Regions from separate parts of the Gossypium arboreum genome. Here region 1 is linked to region 2. Evidence: chromatin contacts called from public Hi-C data. All regions are on one chromosome and are shown on one strand. The core of a region is the stretch at or near the end of the contact, and the rest is flanking DNA. Distances in the headings are between cores, read along the strand shown.

Region 1 (7,042 bases), core at 2,348-4,847, 130 kb after region 2:
AGTCAGTACAATAAAAGCAACACATTCAATTAAAAAAATCGCAGATAAGAATATACATATGCATCTATTTCCGGATATTTACCTTGGCAAGGATGTATGTTTCCTTTGGAGCAGAATGCCTCTTTCAATTTTGCCTTGTCCCTCAAGACAGGCAAATTGTTGCCTATACCGATCAACTCCACTGCGTTGACATAAAACACTTGATTAACATTCAGCAGCATTTAGAGTAACAATATAGGGATGTAAGCTGTAGTTATGACAAATATTGCAGTAACAAGCATATGTAGAACAGTACTTAAAACAATGATAATGTGAAATAGGTGTTCATAATAACATCATTCATGACGAATGACAGTTTTGCTCATCACGACCTTTCAGCACATGCAACACTGTAATCTTTTGTGGAATACAAGATTTTAGTATCACTATCAGTTTATGAATATAAAGGAACTTAACACTTCATCACTTTGTAGTTCCAGCAGCTGAGGCCTGACACTCATGTTCAATGTAACTATCAGTTTGGATGCTTTACCTTGGATACATGAAGCTAATCTGATCTTTGCCTTGAAGGTATTGCTGAAGCATCTGTGGATGGTACTCTAATATCTATTTGCAACTTAAAATAAGATGAAGTAAACATTAAATAGAAGAGGGCATTAAAATGGATAATTTATCACTAAGGCAAGAACTAATCTCTATGCACATAAATACCTCTCTATAAATTAGCTCTCGGACATCATCTTCTGATAATTTCCTTCTTTCAAACTCAAATTCCAATTTTGAAATGGGTTGCATGGATGGTTCATTGTCCACATTTGCCAATCCATGGAAATATGGATCAGCTAATGCCTGCATAAAGAACAATCATAAAAGTTAGGAAATACAATAACGTAAGAAGAAAAGAGATTCAAACCTTAAAACTATTAGAACCCCTATAGTTTACCTCTTCAGCGGATGGACGATCATTAGGATCGAATGCGATCAGACGCTCAAGCAATTTGAGGGCCAATGGATCTGTATTTGGGAATTTTTTTGAGAAAGGAATTGGTTTCTTTTTTCTCAAGCTATTCAAATAATTTCTAGCTTTTTCATTCTTAATCTGCAGATATTATGAAGAATCAAGATGGTTAGAAAAGATGTTGTCCCTGTTTAGAAAAAGCCAGGGAAGTATCTTAAAAGAGATGGCAAACCCTTGCGATTGTTTCAGCAGAGGGAGTGCCAAGCAAATCGGTCACAAGATCCAATTGGTCCACCACATTCTTCCCTGGAAACAATGGTTTTCCAGTGATCAACTCAGCAAATATGCATCCTACACTCCAAATATCGACCGCAGGGGTGTACTGCACAAATAATTGGGTTTAAAAATCAATTAAACAAAGTTCCTAGAGAAGTTTTGCTCAATTTGGTTCACCTGAATAGAATATAATTTCTACTAGCAGTGTATGCGTATGACATGTATATGATATATCTAGACAATCTTCAATTCACAAAGTATATGCAAGGAAGCTTCTTTCTTACTCAAGAACCGGCCATTTTACCTCCTCAAGCAGGGTAGCAAGCATGACACAAGAAGAAAACTAAAATATATAGTTTTTGTCGTTGCCTATTAACACAAAAATCCCTAAAAAGACTAAAAGAGGACAACTGAAAATTAATTATACATCTGACTAACAATTCCTATATTAAACCAATTGAAGAAAAGGAAAACAACAGTACATACGTTGGAGTAAAATGAACCGCACAGTTCAGGAGCACGATACCATCGAGTTGCCACATAATCCTTAACAGATTAAATGATGATCAGATAGTGAAAACAGCAAACATGGTACACACAATAGTTATGAATAGCAAAGCAGTCAGAAGCAAGAAAGAAGCACTAACAGTCCAAAAAATAGCAGAAGGAACGTCCGTAAATGACACCCGAGCGAGTCCAAAATCACAAAGTTTCAGTTTGCAATCCGCATTAGCAAGTATATTTTTTGGCTTTAAATCTCTATGGAAAACATGTGCTGAAAAAATTGAAAGGAAAAGATTAATAAAAAGTGGGTCATTTATAATCACAAATTGGTACAACAATTGAGATGTAAAAGAAGGCAACCTGTGTGAATGTATTTCAGACCCCGAAGAAGCTGGTATAAGAAAAACTGATGATGCTCAGGGGTTAGATCATCATTGATTTTTATAACATGGTGAAGATCAGATTCCATCAACTCAAAAACAACAAATATGTCTTTGAATTCTCTTTGACATGGAGGAAGCATTATGTGTTTTATCTGAACTATGTCAGGGTGACGCAGCAGCCGTAGAAGTTTGATCTCTCTCAGAATACGTGTGGCTTCAGATGTGTGCTCAAAGATATTGGCTATCTTCTTAATAGCTACCTTCTCTCCAGTGTGAGTATCAATTGCAGAGGCAACCACACCATAACTTCCTGTGCCTACTACTTCCTTTATTTCATATTGACTTGCTTCGCCATATTCGGTGAAAAAGTCTTTGCCAAACATTTTCTGATTAAAACAAATAACCATTAGATTCAATCTGAAAGAAAGTAACATGAAAAAACTTACTCCTAAGCATTCTCACAGTGTACTTAAAGTTATACAAGAGAAGCATATCAAACCACCTATCATATAATATGAATGTTATGATTAACTCAAAGCCATTGATTTGGTAGATTTCTATATAGAGCCAAATGGATCTAACTACAGATTTATGTTCAAAATATTTTCTAAATATAAGAATAACTGTCACCCTTTGTTGAATGTTCAAGACTAATAAGAATCTCCAAGAAAATAGCTAAGAGGAGAAAAGAAAAAGCTTTATGCAGACGAATACTAACTATCATTAAAACTCAATAAAAGAAATTCAACCCAATAAACTTATAAATAAATCCCCTTTTGTTTTTCAGTCATTTTCATCGTAAAAGCTAAAATTTTCATTCTATGAGGAAACTTTCAAGCTTCAATATCACACATCTAACAGACATTCAAACCGCAGAAAAAGAAAAAAAAAAGTCTCATTTAAAAGAAAAACAGATACTTTAACTGATTAAGGAGAAAAAAGAGAAATTACTCTTTTTTTTTTTTTCTGTCGGCAAAAGAGGCCAAAGCAGAAGCTTGAATATTGATGAGTGATGAGAGAAGAGCTTCCTTCAAATAAACGCGGAGACAAGATATGAACTGCTCAAATAACACCTGCAACACCTTCTACGTATGAAAATACAGTGTAACGTAAACGTATATTTATACGTATATATAATACCCCGTATCAAGTAGGATGCTGACAAAAACTTGAATATGTCAAAACAGAACTGCTGTCAGAAAGGTCATCATTACTATTTATGTCACAAATATAAATTTGATAAAATACCGAATTTTTTTAAAAAAATCATCATATTTTTCTTTTGTAATAAAAAAAGGCATATTCATCTGAAAAAAGGACTTGCTCGAAATTCGAACCTTATCTTATCCCCACGTTTCCGGAGCTATAAAGAGAGAGGATCGGGGAAGAGGTGAGGTGATGTCGTTTCAGGCATCGGCCATAGATGATAGTAAGTAGGATTGCTATTAAGTTGTAATATTAATAACTAGAATGAAATTTATCAGAAGGGGAAAGCAAAGCAAGGCAAGTTGAGTTGAGATTTTGACGCGGAGGCTGCGAATCGCTGAGTGGATGAAACTCGTGCGGTGAAAGGGTGATTTAGGGTTGAGCTCCGTCGCTTCTCCCTTCCCTCCCTTCACCTTCCGCACGCCCTATATTTATGGTTTTATTAACATGGCCAAATTTCGTATTGGGGATGATAATGAAGGAGGTGGTGCCACGTACGCAAAATACATTTGGAGTTCAATGTCTTGCACTGCAATTTGAGGGAGTAACTTTGTCGTCTGTGTTACGTAAGGTAACATCATTCGTCTATGAAATTGGAAATTTCTTATATATCAATTTAGATTTCTTTTCTTTTCTTTTGGGGCCAAGAAAATAGTCAACATCTTTAAGGAAAAACTTATTAGTTAGTAAGAAAATTTCAATTTGATTATTTTTAAGTTTTAAAATTATTTTCCTCTAATCTGACTGCTAAGTGTGACACTTTTTACTTAATATAATAATATTAATAGTCCTCATTTTTATATTTTCTATAAATTTGATCTTAATTTTATATTCAAATTTTAAAAATCTTGAAATTAATTAAAAATAAAAAATTTATATAAAAAATCTAGAAAAATAAAACTTTAAAAATGTTATCGTTGAAGAATTAATATGTATGAGAAATAAAGAAAATTGTCTTTCATTATAATTAAATAACAATTTTAAAACTGAACAAAAACTGTTAGATCATTACATTACATGCTTTATCAATGTTTCAAAACTAAATTAGTAATATATTCAATTTAAGTTTTATACCCTAAAGAAAATCTAAAATTGATCTTACATAAGCTTGTCATTTTTTTAGCTAAAATATACCTCAAAATTTTCTTTTTCAAACTCAAATCAAAATTTTAATTAATTTAAATTATTTTCAAAATTAAAATTGTAAAACAAATTATTTGTTTTTTCTTTTCTTAGGATATGAAAGCTATGTCAAGAAACAGAAGATGCAAAAAAAAAATCAACCATTAATTTTGCTTTTTTTATGTTTTTAAAGTATGAGTATTGGATATTTCCATACAAATAATACAAAGAGAAAAGTTGGATGGCTTAAAATATTTTTCCTCATTTTCTTTCACTTAATCTATTTTTGAAAATTTTATCTACTTTTATTTTTGTTTTTAGAAATTTTAAATTTAAAAAATCATTTTTATTTTTTATAATTAAGATCAAATTAATAGAAAGTATAAAAATTAAGAATTAAAATTATTATTATACCAATTAAAAAGTGTCAAAAATAATTTTTAAAATTTTAATGACCAAATTATATTTTTTAATTAACTAATCAAATCGAAAACTTATTAATAATTTAGTATTTAGTGGACAAACAATATAATCTCCCTTTTAATGTCAAATTAAGATCGTGCTTTTGTTTTTCCTAATTTCACGCGTTTTAAAATAATTTTTTATTATTGATGATATTTTAAATTAAATTCATATAAAGATTATATAATTAAAATAAAAATCACTCCCCTGTTATTATTTTCTTTTGTCATTTTTTCCCTTAAATTTCATCCATAATCATTAGTTGACTTTCTGAAACAAATGTAATGCATTTTTACTGGTGACTTAACAATAAAATTTTGTATTTAATCATTAAATTATATAAATTCCATTTTATTAATTATATTATTAAGTCTAAAACGGTTGGGTGATGAAGGTTTAAATTATATGAACAGTGATTTAATTATGAGAGTATTTCTATTTTGATTGTTCAATTATAATTTTTTTAGATTTAATTACTAAAGATTTTGAAGTTAGATTTTTTTTAATCACCATATCGTTAAGTTGATAACAGAAATGTGATGTGGCCTTCTTTTATTGGGTTAATAAGAAATATCGTCCTTCAATACTTATTCCTTTTAGTTCTAATTCTATTAAAACCAATCAATTTAACCCTCAACACGCACAAAATTTATCAATTTAATTGTGTTAGCTCGATTAGTCAATCTAAAATTACCAAGAGTGGGGTGAATTGATTTTAAAAATTTGTGGATGCTTGAAAGAAAAGATAGAACAATTGGACACATTAATTTAGAATGGTTCGGCTCCAATTGCCTACTCCACTACCTTAGTTTTCCACTACTAAGGATTTTCTCAAATTCACTAATTTGATTAACCTTTGATGACAAGGTTTAACCTTACAACTCCCTTAAGGTTTTTACCCAAACCTTAAGTTACAACTCTTTCAAAGAGTGAAACAAATAATCAAACTAAGAATTAATCCTTAAAAGATTGGATTGTTTGCTAATTGAGCATAAATGAAACGATAAGACACTTGGGCTAACTGAATAACAATGAAAGCTCACAAGTTTGTACAAGAAAAGTATGATATTTTAAGCACAAAGGTTGTTTGATTGCAATTTGAGCTTGGATAATCTCTCTTTTTGTTGTAGAACCTTTTAAGGATGGTATTTATACTTCCAAATTAATTTCCAACCGTTGTGGTTGTTGGAATATTGAATAGAGTTGTTGGGGATGAAAATGCCAGTGTATTTATGTCACCTGCAACAGTAGGTATTGATACTTTCTCTACAAGTATCACTACTATTAGCATTTAATGTCTTATTTAGTGATTGTTGGAGCCATCAATATTGAAGCCAAAAGAGATTTATCTATACGAAGTAGAGGGTATCGATATCGTATCGGTACTTGATAAATACTTTGAAAGTCAGAATGCCAATTTCGTATCAATACGGAAAAAGGTATCGATACAAGTGTACCGCTATCGATACTTGAAAAAAATTATCAATACTACCATATTGATCATTGATAAATACAATGAAAAACAAAATGTCATTTTAATATCGATACCAAAAAAGGCTATCAATAAAATTGTGAATCTATCTATACTCAACAAAATTTATCGATACTTAACAAAAAATAAAGTATGGATACCAAATCGATACCTTTTTGCTTGGAGCATTTTTTAGCTTGTTTGAAAGTTTGTTTAACTAACTTGACCTTTTAAAAGATTTTGTAAGTTCAACTTCAACAATTTTTCTTTTTAACTATCATTTGAAATAGAATTTTTGCGAAATTTTGTTTTAAATGATTTTTGTTCAAAAACATCATATTTGTTATATCAAAATATTTTTTCAAATAAAGCTTGGTTCAACATTCTTTAATTATTAGCCTTTTTTTTTTCTCTTTGCCTATTCTTTTATGCTCTTGGCTAGTGTTATTCAGCGCAGGAAAACTCAAAGGTTTCTAGTTTCCTATGCCAAAAAGATTATAAGCTATCGATGAAGTTTTTTTAACACTTTAGATTAAATGGTGCTTCTTCGACATTGAAAAATATAAAAGTTTTTTTTCAGCAGCAAAAAAGATTATAATTTATTTGAAAGTTTTTTTTATATAAATTTTTATGTTAAAGCGGTAGTTCTTTAGTTCCAAA
Region 2 (6,604 bases), core at 2,379-4,878:
TAAAACCGAATTTGAAAATAATTGAGAAAAATGTGTTTTAATTAAACTAATGACTGATTTGAAAAACAAGGGAAAATAGGGAGTCTTTAAAAGAAAATTTTCCTTAATATTAAAAAAGAATTGTTTATCTTCCTTACTTCTTTAAACAACTCATCTCCTTCCTTCCCATTTAGCTTCACATTCAAAATTTTCCTCAAGTTCAAATTGGATATTTTCTTTCAAAATTAATTCATCTTTAGTAATTTTGAGCTATCCAAACACCTCAAAATATATTTTAAAATTAAAATATTTATAAAATTTCAAAATTTATATTTTTAGAAAATATAAAAATGTCAAAAAATTATAAAATATATATAAAGAAAGTTAAAAATTTTCTAGAATAATAATTTTGGGGACCTAAACAAGTTAATTAATGATTTAAGTTTATCATGTTAATAACATGAAATTAGTTATATTGTAACAAGATTTTAATTTGAACTATTTAATTTTTTAAATTTAACTCGAAAAATTTCACTTGTTTAGACTCGACTCTAGTTTTTTTTCACTCGACTCGATTCGAAAAAAATTCAAATCGAGTTAGGATGATAAAATAAGGCTCGTCAACTTGATTAACTCGAAATTTTTTAACTCGATTCAACTCGATTCAATTGAATGCTCACCCCTAACTTTTACAAAATAAACACCATGTGGTGTTCTTTCGTTAGTTAACTCAACCACTAGAATTTTTTTTAACGTGGGTTCAAAAATTGGACCAAAAACCATAACAAAACCATACTTTTGGTACCAAATTGTAACAAAAAAATTTAGGTATTAAAGTGAAAAAATGAGTATACTCTAAGGACCAAAGAGTGAATTAAGCCTAAAAACAACAATACCAAAAAAAAGGCACGTGAGGATCACGTGATCATTAGCTCTATAAATGGACCAAGTATGGTGATGTAGGGTTTTATTCAGCCGTATCGGCAACCCTAAGCACTCGGGTCAGGTGAACAAACTTTTTTTTTTCTTCTGTTCTTTTTGTGTAGAAAACTTTATGGTTGCGAAGGGAGAAAGGGCTGAGGCAAATGGGGGAGAGCAGTATTTTAGTGGCTCTTAAAATACCTGTGGGTTCTCTGCAGGCTGCCCTGCCTTTTAATCAGCCCTGTACATCAAACCCTTTATATATGGCATCATAGTACGGGTTTTGTGTTCTTTTTTCTCTGGTGGGTTTTAGTCGTTGGGATGGGATCTTTGGTCTTCTTTTACCAGTTTCCCACCTTTCAAGTTCCCCATCAGAGATGCTTTTCACCATATTCCCGCCTCCAAAAGCCATTACATGAATACCCCATTTCTTCAATGTCTCCCTTTTCAATGTTTATAACCCAAATATGGTTTTAATTTGTTACGGAGAACTTTTAAGCTGTTTTCCTTTTTAAGTTTTGTTTGGCAAAATCTATATAATAAATGGGTTCACCCTCGATGTTTAATTTAATTTTATTGTTAATTCTAGCAATGAAGGCGTGGGTTGCTTGAGGCGGCTGTTACTTGATTATATAATCTCATCGAGCCGTTTGATGAGGATCATTAATCTGTTTAATTGCTAATAAATCCCAATTGGTTTAAGATTTCTAGTCTCTGCCTAGTTCAGATGGAATAAAATTTCCACATTTCGTTTATGAAGCGTTTGGCTGTCTACCAAACTGCCCATTCTCCAAAACCATTCCTCAATAACGACAATGTCTATGGAATTCATTGTTTTCACCAATACTATGGACGATGCTGAAACTTATAATAGAAACCCAAAAATTGCTTAGTAAGTCTCAGGGTAACTTGGATCTTCCTGGGTCTAAGTCCATCTAAACCTTGTTCCAGCAGGATTATTAAGACGATGAAGACCAAATCAGGTAATCCTAGAAACTGAGTAGTCTCAAGAGACTGACCGTTATACATTTAGCCTGATAGAGAGAGCATAGGTTTTGCTCCCTTCTCCTTTGGAACCGTATATCATGTTAAGAGGTATTTTATTGATTAGTTAATAATGTTAAGAGCCTTTGGCTTCATGTGACAAAAAGGGGTCGTGGATTTCTTTTTATTGAATAGCATAGATTACATAGCTTGAAACTTACAGATAAAGAACAAGTTTAAGAGCAATAACATTTTAGAGTGTTGCCCTGAATTTTGTCGATGATCCTCTTTGCTTTCCACCAAATTGGCCCTTCTCCAAAACCCAATCCTCAATCATAGCCTGAGAATTCAAAGCTTGGTCAGCAGGCAAAAGATGCCCTGCTCCTGAAACTACAACATTGGTCAAGCTCGCCCATTTTTGCAGGTACCCTGCAAGCTCTCCGTTTACTTTCCAAATCACTCTATCAGCCATCTTGAACTTCTCAATCCCTTCCCATTTCATGGTCTTCACCCATGCCTCTGTTGATACCACACCATCCCTTAAATCATATAGCCCTTGATACAACAGTACCTTGCTGTTCTTCACCAAGAACTCCACCATGTACTTCACGCTCTTCATCACATCTTCATGCAATACATCCCCAACAACATCGCTGCACTCCTCGAAAACCATGGATTCATTCACTCCTAATGCTCTTTTTACTTCAGCTATGTTAAGAAATCTGACAGCAAATTCTGTCTGGTAAGGGATTTTCTTTGTGAAGTCATACAAAGTTGCCAAACCAGTCATGTTTTGCAGCCTGCTTAAGACCTTGCTTCTAGCATTTGTTGCCTCACTCCAGTTCCCCATCTTAACCAACTCAACAGCCTCCCTTTGTGCTTCCTCAAGTTCACCCTTTTGCCTCTCGTTGACTAAACCACAATAGTAAGCATTGTCTGCATGAGTTGTCACCTGGGTGACCGGATCCGTTAGTCCATCACCTATAGCGACACCCCTGAAGTTCACTCTTCGTGAAACCGGCAACTGGGGATTTTTTTTCAAAATATAGTACCCAATTGCAGGAACATACTTTCCTGCATAACTCTCACCAGTAATATAAATAGGACGATCCTTAAACAACGGATCTAATGAGGTAAAATCAGTGATAGCAGCAAACAAATGCTTGGCAACAGAAAGTTGGTCTCTGGGAATTTCTTGCGGCGTCGATGCAATGCTAAACCCTGTTCCAATAGGATTATCGAGAAAAAGAAGACCAAAAAAGCGGTTCCAAGAACCTGGATTGCGCTCAAGAGTCAAATTATGAGCGTTTTTCATGTGAGAAGAAACAACACGCCATGGTCCGAGCTCAAACAAGTTGCCAATCATGGAGGAGCATCCAGGGCCACCTTGGAGCCAAATGAGAAGTGGGGTTTTGGAGTGAGGGGAAGTGGGGGTTTGAGCTTCATAGAAGGCATAAAAAATAGCAGAACCAGTGGCGTGGTTGACCGGAAGGTAGCCAGATTTGGTGGGGAGGGCGTCTTTGGGGAAGAGAGGAGTTGTTGAAGCGGTGAGATAAAACGAAGAGTAAAGGCAGAGGAAGAAGAAAGCGCTTGTTGTCGTTGACCTACTCCTTGCCATTATGGTCACAAGTGTTTGCAAATTGTACTCATTAGCTTTTAGTAATAGATTTTGCTATTCAGGTTTTGCTAATAGTTATGCTCGGTTTTGTTTTGTTTTTTTTTTTTTCGAAAATAGTTAAGTCCCAGGAGAGCTCTTTTTGCTTATTTGTATTACAAAGATTAATTTTGTATTCAATTTAAATAAACTAGTATGGTTTTGGAACTCTTGTTTGGGTTAATTATTTCAACATTCAAAATTTAGACTAAAATTTGAATGTTGAAATATATTTCAAGTTTTTATTTTCTTTTTATATTTTTAAAATTTAGTCATATTTTATTTTTAGAAATTTAGTTTTTTTTTTATATTTTTAATTTAAAATTCAAGCTTAACTGCCAAACAGTATTAAAATTTTCTATAAAATTTTATGGTTTAACATTTTGAAATTAAAGAAATACCCGGCAACTATATAACAAAAAGAAGAAGATATTTTTAAAATCATCTTTAACTATAACAAAAAAGAAAAAGATATTTTTATAAGAAAAAGAATAAAAGTTGATTAAATTACTATAATTCTAGGCGTATTAGCACTATTAAGATCATCCTTAACTAGACGACAAACTTCATTCGGAACTTGTGGAACTTGTGCAAACATGTGGACACCAATTGCCAGCATTGCATCAACAACTTTGTTCTCCTCACGGTAAACATGAACAACTCCAACCTCCCAATCCGACCTTAAAAGTCTCTTTATGGCTCTCACCAACACATTAGCACCATGGTTATCTTCTTTCTCTTTAATAAGAGAGATTACAAATAAACTAAGATCACTTTACTTGCCCCTATATGCCAAGTCTGCTGCAATCACTCCAAGGCTCTACAAAGTTTTGCTTCCATAATCGAACACATCTCAGTAATTATAGTAAAGCCCACTAGTCAATCACAATTATTACCCCGAATAACACCCTCAGCCATAGCCGCACTTGTGCCACTATTCCTTGTCCAATCTATATTAACCTTGATCCACCCCTCTTGGCTTTGTCTAGTAAATAAGGGATCGAACTCTCTGCTTTGCATTACTAACAAGCACTTCATCAGCTCTCGCTTTACTGGTCTCAATGGTTAACCGATTAGCTTGCTACAAAATGGATTCACACTCAACAAAATCTTGGTTAACTAGTTTCCTACTGCGCCTCTACCATAACAACCATACTAGAAAGCCTAATTTGATATCTCAATTGCTATCCAACTCAGAAAAACATGATAGAGCCAATATATTTGTGAAAATCCAATCTGTAATATTCATGGTTAAAAACACTAGCAAATTACCAGGATTAATAATGCCATGCTAAAGGAAGGTTGCCGGAAAACACTACTGAAGCACATGGTGAATATCCTCCTCTTCTTCATTGCATAGTTGACACATTCCATCATCCGTCAAATGTCTCTTTACCCGATTCACATTGGTTAACAACTTATCAGTCGACGCGAGCTATAGAAACATTTTTACTCGTTGTGGACCCTTATGAGTCCAAAGGCTCCATTTTCGATAAGCTTGTACCACATTATTATGCATTAGAACATCATAAGTCGATCTTGATGAGAAGCCCCCCCTTTATTCCATTGCCAATTGGGGGAAATAATTAACATCCCATGTAAGAGGTGGCCGTTTACTATCAATTTTTGCCAACACCGAATGAGGTAGCATATGTACAAAAATGTCCCATTTCCAACACCCATTTGCATTTACGATATGCACTATAAGTATTGTTGGATCTAGTGTCCTAAGTGTAATATATTCGTTTGTACACTTGTAATTTTTTCAAATAGATTAGTTAATAAAAATTATTTATGAATTATATTAATATCCTTTGTATACTGTTCTCATATGATTTTTCTATGTAAAACAAAATAAAAGCAAATATTAACTTACTGATTGTATAACTAATACTAAGCGATATTATGTGGTTGGATCGTAATATGGAAAACCAACTTATATTAATAGATAAACTTAAACATGTCCTTAGTCTAATAGGAAATGAGCAAATTGATTGGAAAACGAATATACTATCTATCAAGTCCAATTGAAGAGATGTTTTGTCTTGGGCATTGGAGCGGATGACTCTAGAAGATAGAGGCATAGATGTCTTGGGCATCAAAGCGGATGACTCCAGAAGATAGAGGCATAGATGTGACTGACTGGACTAACAATACATCAGACAAGATCCAAGAAGAATAGATCCTAAATCTATTTGTAGATTTATTCACCTCTAACATTCATAATGTGGCATACCTTAATCCTGAGTGGATGATGGATTATGTATGCATGACTCGTATACTTTGAAGTAAGTAAAAACTTGAGTTCAAATAGATAAGGAACTAAAAGCTGGTGCATTAGGTATACAAATTCTGTAGTATGTAGCATCATTCACAATAGTGGAATTCATAGCCCCAGACATGGGTAAATGATATCCTCTCATTGGCATTACATGATAGATGAAGAGTAAATGTGGTCACAGGTCGTTTATCTTTGTGATGAATGACTTAATTACTACATGATAGTAACTGACTTTTCATGAAGGAAGATGTAATGATTACCATGAGATAAAATAAGATCATATTGGGAGAACAAATTTATCCCAAAGAGATTAATGATATCCTATGAGGGTAACACACTTATAACAATGTCATTGGACGAGCATTGACAAGTAGCTTTCGTAATGGTATGTAATTGGGGAGAGCTCAGTTACGATACTATAGTGGAATGACTTCGTAACTAAATGAGCTTAAAATTAATAGGTGAAAAGCTAAAACTTAATTATAAATCATTTGAGCCCTAATCACATATGTCCAATCAGTCCCTCTGCTAGCTCGTTGAAACCAGAAATGAATTGCATGTTAAATTAAATGAATAGAAATGATAAAGTTAGAGAAATAGGTTACATTCAGAAATGAATTTAGTTTCTCACTAAGTATGAAAATGACCTGAGAATTAATTTAAGTTTTTCGAATTATTATTTAATTAATTGAAGTTAAAAATGGAATTAATTTAATTGGTCATTGTGAATTTGTTAAATGTAGAAATTAAATATATTTTCTCATTGATTATTTTACGGTAAAGTT

What was found. A called contact is a pair of places that touch in the nucleus more often than the background predicts.
Region 1: a Hi-C map of leaf shows a contact between it and region 2, with 2.2 times the contacts expected there. The contact joins the promoter of LOC108463936 here to the promoter of LOC108464474 in region 2. A contact is called at or near these places in 2 of 5 Hi-C or Micro-C datasets (both in leaf).

The regions. Positions count from the first base shown.
Region 1 is chr3:28,363,751-28,370,792 of ASM2569848v2, forward strand. It overlaps LOC108463936 (mitogen-activated protein kinase 17), which reads right to left and starts at 3,598. Exons shown (of 11, transcript XM_017763950.2): 1 at 3,459-3,598; 2 at 3,073-3,194; 3 at 2,099-2,507; 4 at 1,882-2,009; 5 at 1,191-1,340; 6 at 944-1,099; 7 at 712-849; 8 at 533-606; 9 at 83-181. The coding sequence starts at 2,504. It overlaps LOC128290300 (a long non-coding RNA gene), which reads left to right and starts at 3,866. Exons shown (of 3, transcript XR_008280018.1): 1 at 3,866-3,898.
Region 2 is chr3:28,233,948-28,240,551 of ASM2569848v2, forward strand. LOC108464474 (serine carboxypeptidase-like 50) reads right to left here and starts at 3,629. Exons shown (of 1, transcript XM_017764794.2): 1 at 2,042-3,629. The coding sequence starts at 3,502. The coding sequence ends at 2,138.